2 separate regions of the Pan troglodytes genome follow, and region 2 is linked to region 1. The links are chromatin contacts, called in public HiChIP or PLAC-seq maps. All regions are on one chromosome and are shown on one strand. The core of a region is the stretch at or near the end of the contact, and the rest is flanking DNA. Distances in the headings are between cores, read along the strand shown. Region 1 has its middle 6.0 kb from the start of MIR129-2. Region 2 has its middle 11 kb from the start of ACCSL.

Region 1 (7,149 bases), core at 2,109-4,608:
AGCCAGCGCGCATTACTCACTTTTTGCAGTCACGACTTGGGAATCCGTGCTGGTTCCAACCAAAATTACACCGCTACCATTGAATTATTTAATAGGATCCAGTTCGGGGGGTAAACTTGTGCATTGTGCCAAGCAATGGGAAGGGGTGGGGAAGAACGGGGAGGTGGAAATGAGGACAAGGGGTGTCCCTCCGCCCCCTTCTTGACTCTTGGACACCTCCCCCCAACCACCGCTCCACGTGTTGCAAGTGCTTTATTGCGCTACCACCACTCCCGCCCCGACCGCTCCCCCCACCCCTATTTCCTTTGCAATTGTGGCAGAATTTGTAAACACAACCACGCAACTTGCAGGGCTGAGAGGGGCGAGGCTTGGGAAAGGGAACCAGTAGGTCCCAGTGAATGACGAGGAGGCCGCGGGGTGGGCCGAGAGGCTGTGAGCAGCTTTGGTTTGAACTGAATTGTCAAGACAAAGTGTGGGTTGCAGCGTTATTTGTGTTATTCTGCACATCGGTAAAAGCCCTTGTTACTATTATGAGTTGAATATTCAGTCTCAGCCAGGGAACCTTCCGAGAGAGGGACGGCTTCTGAGCTAAACATAACTCACCCACCCTCTCATCCCCCGGCCCGGGCTGCACCCCTGTTACCCTGTATCGGGGTCAGGTCACTAAAGCCAGAGGCGTTGACAGAAGGGAAGGGGTGAATGAAGCAGAGAGACCTGGTCTCTTCTCTGTCCTGAAGGCTAGCCCCCACAAATACTTACCTCACCGTCCCGAGTTTATATTTTTAAATAAACATATAAAATATTCCTGCACGCACACAAATCTTACTGCAGACCTGCAAGAGTGCTTCATTTCTCCCACAGTCTACAGCCCATCCTCACGGGCCAGCTTGAGGATGTACTTTTATTCTCCCTCTCCTGGAGTTAATCAGCATGAATGTCTTTGTGTGCGCGTGATATTCATTCCCCCTCTGCCTCTGATAATCTTCCTCCCTCCTCACCTGTCTGGCCACAGATTCGGCCAAAGTGTCTGGAGCTGACTGCACTGAATCTCAGTCTGGGTCCAGCCCACAACCCCAGAGAGCTGATGGTATTCCCAATAACATTTGGCAACTTAGAGAACACCTCCTCCCCAATTTCCCTTCAGGCTGACTTAGACTCATTTAGCTTTTGGCTTTAAGGCGCCCCGCGATGTTCCCTAGCTTGGATTCTCTGCGCATCGCACCAGCAACTCCTGTGCTTTGGCTTCTAATTCACTAATTCCACCAACTCACTTGGGGCTTCTATGACTAGCATGCGAAAAGGGGGAATAATAAGAAAAATGCCACACCACACTACTTTACACACCTCCCGGGAATTACAGAATACGGGGGTATGGGGGGCATGAAGTGGGAGGGGACGAGGGTCCGAATAAAACAACCTATAGGCTCTTATTTTGAGTCACCATCACCGAGGAGAAATCTTTCAAACCCACTGGCGGGAAGGTGCGGGATCCTGGGAATGGAGACCCGGATAGTGCCTGGCCTCTGCAGGGAAAGCCGGTGAGCCACTGGCCTTCCATTCCTGAAACGCCGGGCCTTGGCTCATCCTCGAATCTAACACTTCGCTCCCCCTCCTTTAAATCTTTTTCCCTTTCCTTCCCACTCACCCCTCCTTCCCCCCAAAGCTCTCACCGAAGTCACGACTATCCCCTTTGAACATCCTTAACCCTCTCGTCCCCGTATCCCTCTCCTGCATCCAGGGCGGGGCTAACCGCAGCTGGCGCCAACCCCGCCCCCTGGCGCACGGAACTGAACTCGCTGAGGACCAAGGCATTTTCAGCACCTATCTTCCGTGGACAGCAACCGAGTCTTGGGCCAGCCCGAACCAGGGTCGCGGTCCTTAGTTCCCGGACCGGAGCCAAAAGGGAGGTTTGTCAAAGGAGTAGAGATTTTTCCCTCTCTTTACCCAACCCCATCCATGCAATTTTGATCTATATTGCACAGTCTCCATTAATCTCTCAGAGATATGGCCCATTAAATCGTGTCTGGGCGTCCTTTAAGACAGAAAATGGGGAGGGGAGGGGGCCATGAGAAAACCGAGCTCAACAGCGCCGACCCATAACGCGAGAGAGAGTTGCAGCAGCTATTGATTCAGAGATTCGTCAGGGTGATTCCCGGCTCTGCAAGAATTCCCTCTCTCGGTTTCTTTGCATGCAGCCCCAAATTCATTATACACATACACACGCACACAGCTACACCCCTTACCCCCTAGTCAGTCCCACTATCCTCTTTAGAAGGGGCAAAAAAGGCAGCCAAAAAAGAACCCCGGAGCATGCACAAAGTAAGCGTCAGCTCATACTCACAGTCTGCGGCATGCACATGACATAATATTACTTACCCAAACGGGAACTCCTTAAGAGAGAGAAAGAGAAACATAGGGGGAGGAAAGAGAAAGTGGATGGAAAGAGGAGAGAGGAGAGGAAAAATCCAACAATTAATTTCCAGACATAGTTGTGGGGGGAGGAATGCGGTGATGTCCAGGTTTTCTTCCACCCGCGCTGGCTTTTTATCCCAGTACAGCCCTCGGTTTATTTCTGGAACACGATCAAACCCTGGTGCTATTTTTAGCAAGTACTGAAAAAACCTCCACACACAAAGGCATTTCGCTGGAACCTTACTTCCAAAACATTAAATGTGCATTAAACGCCCCCTCCTCACTTTTTTTTCCTGCACCACCAGACTCACTTGCATAACTGCAGAAAATGTTTTTCAAATCAGAAAAATACCCAAATATTTCTTATATTCTCCCTCCCTCCCGTTAACTCCCATCTGTCTCTGCCTGTTGCAAGCTCCTCGCAGTCTCCCCGAGCAGAAGGCGTTGGAGTGGTTGTATTCTTAGAGCTGCATGTCTCCATTGATCAGATTCCCTACATGCTGAGGAAAGTAGGAGGTGGGGGGGCATAGCCCCTTCCCCAGAGGAGCTTCCCAGGAGAGCTCTAGAAGCGATTGCTATCCACGATGGAGATTCCCAGATGAGGAAAAAAAAAATCATCCATACCCTTCCCACGTTTCCCACCCACGCTCTGCAAAATCGCGTTGTGTTTGCAACACACCGCCTTTGGAAATGTATATTTTGAAAGCTGCATATGTGTGTCTGTGTGTGTGTTTTGCGTTCTAGTAATTCACTACGAGGGGGCTGGAGAAAATAGACTCATGAAGGCAGCGCGGAGCAGCCGCCTTGAGTCTCCTTTGCCAGCCTGCGTCAGTCATCAGCTACTGACGTCACGTGCAGATTCTCCTCTTTGGTGGGTCTGGTTCAGCTGAGAAGACGCTTCTGCTCGGAGACAGCGCTTTGTGTTCCACGCAGCCACTGAGCAGGCGAGGCGGCCGAGGCGGGCGCCACCCCAGGCTTGGGCTGGGCAGCTGCAGAGCAGGCTGCAGCCTAGTCTGCACCGGGCGAGCGGGGCCCCGAGGGGCGTGCCCAGCAGGACAGCCCCCTCCCCAAACTCTCCCAAGACGCCCAATGCAAACTCGGCCGTGCACACGCTCCGGCGCGCGTCCTTTCCCCGCCCTTTCTCATCTGGTCACTGTAGCATAGACAGCTATGGCTGTAACTCGGATTAATTCTGTGTGTTTGTCGGGCAGATAGCCCCGGCTCCTCGAGTGACGCAAATAACAGATTCTAAGGCTCCCGCTCTCTCCCTCCTGCTCTCTTTTTCTCCCTCCTTTTCCCTCTTCTGTTTCCTGCGCCCACGCATCCTGCCTGGTCTCCCACGGAATCAGCCAGTTATACAGCTTCCCAGAGAGCAATGATCCGAGTTACAGAGAGACGGACAGACTCCCAGAGCAGAAACAAATAAGCCTGCAATTAAATACACACATGCACACAACCCTTTGCAAATGGCCAGCAGCCATTTAGGGGCTCCCCTGTGTGGGGGAAGGGGGAGCTGATTCACAAATCCACCGCCCTCGAAGGCGTCAGTTCTGGCGGTGGGGAGCGCCCAGAGGGGAGTGTCCGGCTTGCTACTGCGGCTTTCCCCTCTGCTCTCCACCCGAAGAGGAAACTCACCTCTATAAATACCCAGATGGCAGGGTATTCTGGAATAAATAACTTTTGTTGAATGGTAGGAGGAGGAGAAAATTCAACAAAGACTGCAAATGCTTAGTCTCCAGCGACATTATCAGGACTTTTTAAGGCGAGGTGACGTTTACCCTTTCTCCCTCTCAAAGACCAGGATATCTTTTTTCTGCTTAAAATAATGTCCCTGAAAAATGAGCTCAATGGATTAGTGCTATTTTTAAACCAATCTGAATGGAGCTTGCTTCGTAAGGGTGAGGAAGGGTGTGCATGTGTGTGTGGATGTGTGTGTCTCAGGGTGTGTGGGGTGTGTCTGAATCTGAGGTTTTCAGCAGAAGAAATGCCACACCTCAGCATGACAAAGGGTTTCTTGATTGATGAGTGATGGAGGTGGGGAGAATTCTTGCAGATTGGAAAATCTGAACAAAACCACATGCACACAAATCACCCTCCTTAAATGCACACATATCCTAGATCCACTTGGATAACTTCTGCCCTGAGAGGGGGAAAACCAGAAAGCAGAGAGCTATTTACAATCATGACTGGAGGAATGGCTGATCTTCTTTCTTAACCCTAATTATCGACCTTCCCTGCAATGGTTTCCTTTGATGCCAGTAAACACTTTTCCAGAGGTTATCACTTGGATTTGGGGCACAAGGCCTGGGAGAGAATGATCATGGGCCTCAGCTGTGTCATCTCCCTTTTCAGGATCTCCTACTCTTTGTAACTTGCCTGAGAGATTTGGGGTTAAGCTTAGCCCATCCAGTACCCTCAATTCCTGTCTGTGGCTTTAGCTGTGCCTACTAAAGGGAGACAGAGGACGTCTGCTGTGTATGGAGGACACCCTCTGGCAGCCCATCAGCAGCTGTTTATTTTTAGCTCACGATTGCATGCATGCATGCATGTGAGCATGTTGCTGCAGTTGGGAGGTGTGCAGTCAGGAGAAATATCAATGAGAGGGAGGCGGCCCTGGTTCTTGCACTGAAGATGACTTATCACATGGGGTCATCAAATGTGGCCAGATGGACAGGAGACGCCGGCAGTGTTTCAATAAATTCTCCTTGGATTAATGAAAATGTCAGGCTAAACATGTTTTTAAAGGCACAGAGTAGGTATGTTTTTAGATATGAGATTAGGTATGTGTAAGCATAAATTCATGTGTGTGGGCACATTCACAGCAGCCACATGGTTTCTGTTTGGACTATTGAAACTATACAGAGCGGGGCACTTTAGAATGTAACTGCTTTCTATGCTGTATATAGTGGCTGAGTGTTATTGTGTCTGATGTTGAGATCAAGACAGATTCATTTAAAATCACTAACAACTTTTAAGCAAACCCAGAATCTAGTCCTAACAAATAAGGTAGCGTTGGAAATGGAAGAAATGCACATCAGAACTTTAAGGGCAGCAGCCAAAATTATGCTGGTGTAACGCCGGCTTCCTGGTGGATTCAATGTCTTTGCTCCTCCCTCCCAGAAGAGGGCGCCTCTCTGCCTTGTTTCTGTCTCGCTCCAGCAATCAAGACAGAGAGGGGCTTGGAAGCTCCGCAGAAACATCTGCAGAAAGTTAGACCTCCATAGCTAGCATCTCCATTTCCCCTACTCCTCAGTCAGGTCCTTTGGAGGATGTCTGGGCTGGAGCTGGTGACCTTGGCTTCCCGAGCTGTCTCATCATCCTGTACTAAGGGCTGTGGTGCCCAATTCCTGTCTGAGCAGTCAAGCTAAAGACCCTGCATGCAAATGAATAGACTGATGTGGAACCTGTCCAAGGTGAAAACCGCCTTCTGCATTGCCAGCTCATTCCAGAGCATCCCAAGCATGAAGAGGACTCGTTCCCCCAATGCTCCCCCAGAGGGCTTGTGGGAGTAGGCTGCTTATCACGAAGCCCTTGAAAAGAACTGAGTCTCCTCTCTTTCAGGGTGAGCAAAGCCCAGAAACTCCTGCCTGCGTCGACTGTCTCCTCCCCAAGCACCACGAAAAATGCCAGTAGGTAACGTACTGGATTTGGAGAAGGAAAAACAGTCCAGCTCCCATGATATCAACCAAGGGAAGTCCCTCAGGGAGGAAGTCTAGGAAAAGGATTCCTCTTTTCCTAAAGGTGTCTTCATCAGGGAGCAGAACTATTTTGGCCTAAGGAAAAGAGGGAGAGAGCAGAAACCAATAGTGTTTCAGCTTCAACTATATGCCAGACACTGTGCCGGACACTTTTACATAAGAAGCTTTATTTAATCCTTAAGGCAATTCTCCAGGTGTCATTATGATAATGCCTACCCCTTAGGCTTGTTGAGCATAGAAATCACTCCCAAAATAGTTATTATTTTTCCCATTTGAAAGCTAGGGAAATGGAGACCATAACGTTTAAACAGCTTGTCTAAAAGTCTTAGAACGTGAAGTTACAAAACTAAGGATCAGATCAAATTCATATCTGTATGGCTCCAATACTCATGCCACATCACTCCATCGTGTTGCCTCGATTCCAACCTCTGATCTTTAATATTCCAGGTCTATCCCCCAACATGTGGAGTTGGAGGTGTCTGGGACTTTCTCAGACATTTTCTGAATAACGAGACTGATCTATTCCTCCTAAGAAGCCTGTTAGCCAATAGATGCCCCCTGAATAAGGCTCTCTGCCTGTGAGAAGAGACCCCTCCATCCTATTTCAAGGAAAGCCCTAGCTGGTTTAGCCTCATCCAAAACTCAAGGGATTTGCCTGAAACCAACCAGTTTGTGGTGGAGATGCAGTGAACCTGACATTCATTCAGGCTGCTGCATCCAAGCATGCTTCCACTCACACCGAGGATGCCCCTGAGATGGTGCTAGGGAAGAATTAGGAACTCCCTGGTCCAGTCTTCCAAGAAAGCTGTCCTAAAGTAAGAAGAGCAGAAAGTCTACATGCACCTTGAGTTAGCTAGTCATCCTAGTCCTCCGTCGCTCCTTCAGAAACTAGCATCTCTGATTATTTTTCTGATTCTGAAAACTTTATAGGCTGAGCCATTAGCACGGTGGGGGTAGATAGGCCACAGCATGCATAATTCAGGCTATTTAAAGATCCCCTCCCCTTGTTAAATACACATTTTCATCACTTACCCTGATC
Region 2 (7,149 bases), core at 1,585-4,084, 460 kb before region 1:
AGAGCAAGGGACTCCCAATTAAAACACAAATGAGCTACTGACTTTTCCCCATATCTGAGGAGGTCATGATTTGAGAACAAGCTGAAGTGGGTTAACCCAGGGCAGAAAAGACAACTTGGCAAGAAAGATCAGGAAGGAGACCCAGGAGGGCTGGATCCCAATCTGCCCAGGCCCCCCTGCCTGTGTGGCCTTGGCAAACCCATCTAGCCTTTCTGGTTTTCAGTTTCTCCTTGTTAAAGATGGGAGTAATGAAACCTACCTCCCCGAGGGTGGTATGAGGACTAGACGGGAGCAGATATGCTAAAGTGATAGGGCAGGTGGAACCGCCCATGACTATGTGCTGTGGGCTTGCCAGGCTTGCCCTGGGCAGCTAGCTGCTGTGCTGCTTTCTCTAGGGGTCTACACAGAAGCAAGGCCAAGGCAGCCTGTAGCCCCAGAATACTCTGCCTTGTGCCTCTTTGCAAACTTTAATGAGAGCTTGTTTAACATACAGATGCCTGGGCTCCACATCAGTAGGATTCCAATTCAGTAGGTGTATAACTGAACCCAGGAATCTGCATTTTATTTATTTTTTATTTCCATAGGTTTTTGGGAAACAGGCTGTGTTTGGTTACATGAGTAATTTCTTTAATTATGATTTGTGAGACTTTGGTGCACCCATCACCCAAGCAGTATACACTGAACTCAATTTATAGTCTTTTATCTCTCACCCCCTTCCCATCCTTTCCCCCTGAGTCCACAAAATCAATTGTGTCATTTTTATGCTTTTGCATCCTCATAGCTTAGCTCCCACTTATTAGTGAGAACATACAATGTTTGGTTTTCCATTCCTGAGTTACTTCACTTAGAATAACAGTCTCCAATCCCATTCAGGTTGCTGTGATTGCCATTAATTCATTCCTTTTTTATGGCTGAGTGGTAGGAATCTGCTTTTTAAAACAAGCATGACAGGTGATTCTGGAAGACTCTTGGAAAGACAGTGCCATAGTAGATTCCACACCTAAAGGAAGCATTAGCTGTGGGCAGGCACCTTACCCCAGAGGGCAGGACCTCACATATCCCCCATCCTGTCCTGCACTGGGAGCCCATCTCCTCTGTCATTTGTTTATTCATTCCCCATTCATTAAAAACAAAACTAAAAACAATCCACCGGGCACCTATTAGATACCAAGTATTGTCTTAGACCCTGGGAGCATCAAAATGAAGAAAAAAATCCCCTGACTTGAAGGCGCCCCAGAATAAACTTTCCAATGGAAAAGTCTGATCACCTATTTCCTGTGCTCAAGATCCTTCGACAGTTCCCCTTCACCTTACAGAGACTGCAAATTCAAATACCTTCAGGGACACAGTGGCGACACAAGTACAATGCTGACTTAAGGAAAAGGGAGAGGTTGGGGAGGACATAGGCTAATGGCAGCCTGCCTATTCCTCCAATAGACATTCAAACTTTTTTAAAAAGTAAGGCCAGCCAAGCAAAGTCTTTTTGCCCGTTGATTTCAGCCCTGTAGCCATCATTTGCAAGCTCTTCAGTGTGGCAAATAGAGCTTTGGAATAATCAGTCACATCTAGCTCCCTACTCTCATCCTTTGCATTCCTCTCCCCCTCACTCTACCCTCTAACTCTACCCTCTAACAACCCAAATCGTTGAGCCTCCTTAACTCTCCCAGCACACCAGGATTTCTTGTTCCTCTGGGCCTTTGCACATGCTGCCTCTCCACTGGAAAGCCCTGTCAGAGGCTTGCCCACTCTGCGCATTCCTGCTTATACTTCAAGTCTAAGCTCTTTTAACACCTCCTCCAAGGAGCCTTCCTCCCTAACTCCTCAGGCAGATAAAGGGACCCATGCCTATGTTCCCACATACTTTGTTCATGCCCTCTGTATAAAACACAACAGGTAGGCAGTGCTTTAGAGTCTTGGCTCTAACATGAATCCAGCGTCTGAGCTACTCTGTCCTCAGATACCTGCTTGGCTCACTCCCTCATCTCCTTCAAGGCTTTGCTCAAAGCTCACCTTCTCCCAGAGTCCTGCTATGACCACCTATTTAATTCTACAACCCACTCCTCATGCTCACCACACTGCAGTTCCCCCTCCTCCATCCCACCTTTCATTTTTGTAGCACTTTTCCCCTTCAAGCATACTATATAATGTACTCATTTATTACATGCATCGTTTATTTTCAATCCCCTTCTCTAGAAGGTAAACTCCATGAGGGCAGAGGTCTTCAATTGCTTTGTTTACTGATATTTCTCAAACGCAAAGAAGGGTGCTTGGCCCATGTAAGAGCTCAATAATGTCTGTGAATGAATAAATGAATGACCAAGTGGATGGATGGATGGGTGGATGGATGGATGGATGGATGGATGGGTGGATGGATGGATGGATGGATGGATGGATGGATGAATACCATAATGCAATTTTCTAAGGTCTGGGCCCCCTTCTGGTCTGTACGCTATTCACGTTCTACCATAGTTCCAAGGCACACAGGGAGTTTTTAGTTAATGTTTGTTGAATATTCATTTCTAACTAATCTTTCAATGACCGAAGACAAGAATGAAGAAATCAATCAGTTGCAGGCACCTTGTGAATGTTGACAGTAGAGTGAAGATTTACCCAGTGGAAAAACTTCACCTTCCACAGCCTCCTGGCTTTTCCACAACTTGACATGCCTGGGAGCCTCTCTGCTGCCGGCACCCTGACTACAGCAGCTGTAACACGGATTTGCCAAGAGGGGTCGCTAAACCCTTATTTTCATGCCTAGTGCAGAAAACTCAGGCCAGCCAGCACTGCAGACTCAGAGAAGCAGCGGGTGAGAGGAGTATAGAAGAGGCCAGGCAAGGAGCGGCCAGTGCGCCATCCGCGCATGCGTGACCTCAGAAAGGCTGGGAGTCAAGAGAGACTGCTGGGCTCCAGCCTGCAGTTGCCGCTAGCAGCAGGCAATTGCATCTCTTTTCTGACTCACTGCAACCACTGGTGGCTCTTGGGATCTCTTAGTATTTCTGTTTTACAGACAGGACTCAGGGCTCAGAGAGGTTGGGTACCTTGGTCACTGTCACAACCAGAATCTAGTGATAGGATTAGAATCCAGAATTGGCAAATACGGCTGTTCCTGCTACCACCCCTTTGGCATCTCTGCTCCAAAAGCAAACAAATTCCAAGTGCAACATCTGGCATGGCCTAATTTAGAAGGCCTGTAGGTTCCAAGGTTGGGGAAAGGTGGAGGTAGGCAGTGGGAGATGGGGAAAGGAGGAGAATTCCTCTTCCAGGGACACTGACCCAGCTGCCCTCAGCTCTCCCCATCCCTCCAGATTGTATAACCTTTTCTCCCTTGACTTCAGTTCCCTGGGCTTCTAAGTGGTCACTGGCCTCATACAAACTCACTTTGGAGACAGCAGCCTGGAAGGCACAGAGGTGCAGCCAGTGGGAAGAGACTGCAAAAGGTCTCCAACCCATCAATGAAACTGTGGTCCAGAGAGAGGTAGAGGAACCTACCTGGCAAGACCCTGGCCCGTCCATGCCAGAACCTGGGAATCTTTTTTTTTTTTTTTTTTTTGAGATGGTGTCTTGCTCTGTCACCCAGGCTGGAGTGCAGTGGGGCGATCTTGACTCACTGCATCCTTTGCCCCCAGGGTTCAAGCGATTCTCCTGCCTCAGCCTCCCAAGTAGCTGGGATTACATGTGTGCACCACCACACATGGGTAATTTTTGTATTTTTTGTAGAGACAGGGTTTTGCCACGTTGGCCAGGCTGGTCTCAAACTCCTGGCCTCAAGTGATCCACCTACCTTGGCCTCCTAAAGTGCTGGGATTGCAGGTGTGCACCACAGCACCTGGCATAGAACCTGGGAATCTGTAATACTGGGCCCTCGGCTCCAAATAACGGGCCTCCCAACAATTCAATGAGGAACGTGTCCTTGGCCCCATTTTATAGGTAACAAAACTGAGGCCCGGCGAGGTTCCTCGATCTTGTCCAAGTTCATGCTACTTGCTTGGGCCTGACTGCAGACCTGTCTGAATCCAGGCCCAGAGTATTCTCTTCACGGATTCCTGGGCCACAGTGACAGGACCCTAACAATTCCTTTAGGTCTGGCCTGGTCTCTAGGTTGTATGAGGTGACCTGGAATGGGGATCCTGGGGAGGAGGAAGGTCACCATGTCAGGGTCCTAATGGCTCTTGCCCACTTTCCTCCAGCGGGGGCCGAAGGCCAGCTACCCAGTTGGCTGCTACCTGGTTGCCCTCTGGGGAACAGTCTGGCTCAAACCACTTACATTGCAGGGACTGTTCTTCAAAGGGCACTGAAGTTCTCCCCTTCTCCAGAAAAGTTCCCTGACTGCTCCAGCCCCCTCGGAACTTCAACTATTCTTTTCTTTTTTCTTTTCTTTCTTTCTTTCTTTTTTTTTTTTTTTTTTTTTTTTTTTACACAGAGTCTCACTCTATGGCTCAGGCTGGAGTGCAATGGCATGATCTCGGCTCACTGCAACCTCTACTTTCCGGGTTCAAGCAATTCTTCTGCCTCAGCCACTTCAGTAGCTGGGACTACAGGCATGCAACACCATGCCTGGCTAATTTTTGTATTTTTAGTAGAGACAAGGTTTCACCATGTTGGCCAGGCTAGTCTCAAACTCCTGGCCTCAAGTGATCCGCCTGCCTCGCCCTCCCAAAGCGCTGAGATTATAGGCCTGAGCCACCGTGCCCTGCCCCTTCAGCTATTCTTTATGGTTCTAATGCCTCCCAGGTATTCTCTGGCCTTAGCACTCAGACCCAAACAGACTGTGAAGATCTTGAAGAGAGGAACTAATGCTTTACTCTGCTTCTTTCTCCCTTGAGCCCATGGTGGCTGAGCATACAGTAGATGCCACGTAGCTGCTTTTTGTTTACTTGTTTACTGTTTACATGGGAAAACAGATCCAAAAACCAGCTCTCTGCTTTCCAGGGAATTTTTAACCACAGTTGAAAATGACATCTGTGTCCTGTTGGACAACAGAGAGGAAGGAATTAGCATTATTCATTCACTCAACAAGTATTTATTGAGCAACTGACATGCTAGACACTGCTCTAGGTGCTGGGAAGAGAGACAGCAACGAGACAGACACAACCCTCTTGCAATTTACCTAAAGCAGGTGACAGAAAATGAGCAACATATATAAATAAGTATAATATAATTGGGTAAGTGCTGTGAAGAAAACTCAAGTTGGGTAGGATATTGAGAGCAAGAGGGGGTGCTATTTAGGTAGGATAGTTGGGCAAAGACCCACAGGAAGCAAAGGAGGAACATACATGGATCTGTGGGGGAAGGAAGAATGTTCCAGGCAGACGGAATGCCAAGTGCAAAGGCCCTGGGATAAGACAGTGTATTTGCTGTAGTTGAGGAATGGATCTGCAAGATTTCATAAACCTGGATAGCCACTTTAGCTTTTACTATGAGCATGATGGGAAGATAATACAGGTGCTCTAGAGCTACTGTGTGAGTTACTCATTGCCTTGTGGAGCTGGCTGGAGGCCCCTGAACCACTCAGGGTGCCTGGGACTCTGTGAGGTTCATTCCCTGACTTAAAATTCACTTGTTCTCATTGCTAGAATGAAGCACCTGATATGGTTTGGGTATGTCCCCGCCCAAATCTCATCTTGAATTGTAGCTCCCACAATTTCCACACGTCATAGGAGGCACCTGGTGGGAGGTAATTGAATCATGGGGATGGGTCTTTCCCATGCTGTTCTCGTGATAGTGAATAAGTCTCATGAGATCTGATGGTTTTATACAGGGGAATTTCCCTCTACAAGCTCTCTCTCTCTCTTGCTTGCCACCATGTAAGACATATTTTTTGACTTCCACCATGATTGTGAGGCCTCCTCGGCCATGTGGAACTGTGAGTCCATTAAAACTCTTTTTCTTTATAAATTACTCAGTTTCAGGTATGTCTTTATCAGCGGCACGAAAACAGACTAATAGAGCATCCTTGCTCCTCAAAAGCTAAGGTCTTCATCGGGATTTCCTGGAGCCCCAGAGCAATATGCTCAACCAGGGGCCATGTCAAAATCACTGGGAAGCTTTTTTCCAAAAACAAATGCCAAGTCCCACCTGTGCCTCGCTGACCCAGTCTCTGGGGTGAGCTATGGGCTACACACTGCTCATGAAGACCCACAGTCCCAGAGGGGGTGTGGGTGGACCCCCACCCTAAATTGTATCTACAAGTATATGTGGTGTTAGGGGGATGATAATGACCACAGCTTTCATTAGACGCCCCCAAAGATGGAGAATCATATTCCAGGCAAACCAAATGGGGCTGCCACTGAAATGGCTGCAAAATGACAGCCCAAGCCCGGCTGGACTTGACCCCTCTCCCTCCAGTTCCTTTCCTTCCCACCCACTGCCCCCACCCCCATCCCTTCTGCCAATGTCTTCTTTCTCGGTCTCCTGCATCTCATTACTTTGCTTAGATGTATTTTGATGGCAGTGTCTCCCTTCCTTCCAGCACTTAGGATGCTACCAGCATCCAATACCTCTTCAAATATGAATAAGCTGTTTTCCTTGCCAGAGCTGCGGCTCAGTGAAGTCGGTCTTTTCTGGGCCCTTTCTGTTTACTCTCCCCCCAAACAAGGTCTTCCTGCTTCAGCTGTCAAAGAGGAGTTTGTTCCAGTGACCCATTTCTCCCCCTGCCCAGGACTTGGTATCCTGCTTGGGACACAAAGAAAAGGGTTTTCTTTCATTTTCCATTGACACTATCTACCATTGTCACCCACATTTCAAATCCGAGGGGCCCCCTTCAAGAACTCTGGTGCTGTAGGGGAGATCAAATGACCTCAGCCCTGGGCATGCTGGGGGTGAGGAGGCTGGAGACAACAGTGGTGGCCATGTCAATGGCCTGGTTCCCTGGCTGGGAAGGGGTTGCTATCTGGCTTTGGCAGGCCCTGAATTCATCTGCTCATTTTCTGGGCCTGTTTGCCAGGATTCCCTAAGAAGTCCCTTTCTGTTCAGGAGGTATGGTATGGTGTGTTGTGGTCTGATATGGAGTTTTTGTCAAGAGCCCAGGGTTCATGCCGCAAGTTCAAGTCCCAGCTCAGCCACTTACAGACCACGTGGCCAGGCAAACTACGTGGCCACGGGTGAGTTACTAAGCGTCTCTGGGCTTCAGCTTCTCCTCTGTGAAGGAAG

What was found. HiChIP or PLAC-seq counts read pairs in DNA pulled down with a chosen protein or histone mark.
Region 2: an H3K4me3 HiChIP or PLAC-seq map of stem cell-derived excitatory neurons shows a contact between it and region 1, with 5 times the contacts expected there. The contact joins two enhancer-like sites. A contact is called at or near these places in 1 of 7 Hi-C or Micro-C datasets (induced pluripotent stem cells) and 1 of 1 datasets of contacts at active chromatin or transcription factors (stem cell-derived excitatory neurons).

Annotation. Positions count from the first base shown.
Region 1 is chr9:47,587,725-47,594,873 of NHGRI_mPanTro3-v2.0_pri, reverse strand. No RefSeq gene overlaps it. Among named protein-coding and RNA genes, the nearest start is that of MIR129-2, 6.0 kb to the left of the region's middle. Within about 2 kb of position 3,358, at least 13 of the 24 cell types and tissues checked have an H3K27ac peak or open chromatin away from gene starts, as enhancers often do. A contact at or near this core is called in stem cell-derived excitatory neurons, where this site is marked.
Region 2 is chr9:48,048,411-48,055,559 of NHGRI_mPanTro3-v2.0_pri, reverse strand. No RefSeq gene overlaps it. Among named protein-coding and RNA genes, the nearest start is that of ACCSL, 11 kb to the left of the region's middle. Within about 2 kb of position 2,834, at least 12 of the 24 cell types and tissues checked have an H3K27ac peak or open chromatin away from gene starts, as enhancers often do. A contact at or near this core is called in stem cell-derived excitatory neurons, where this site is marked.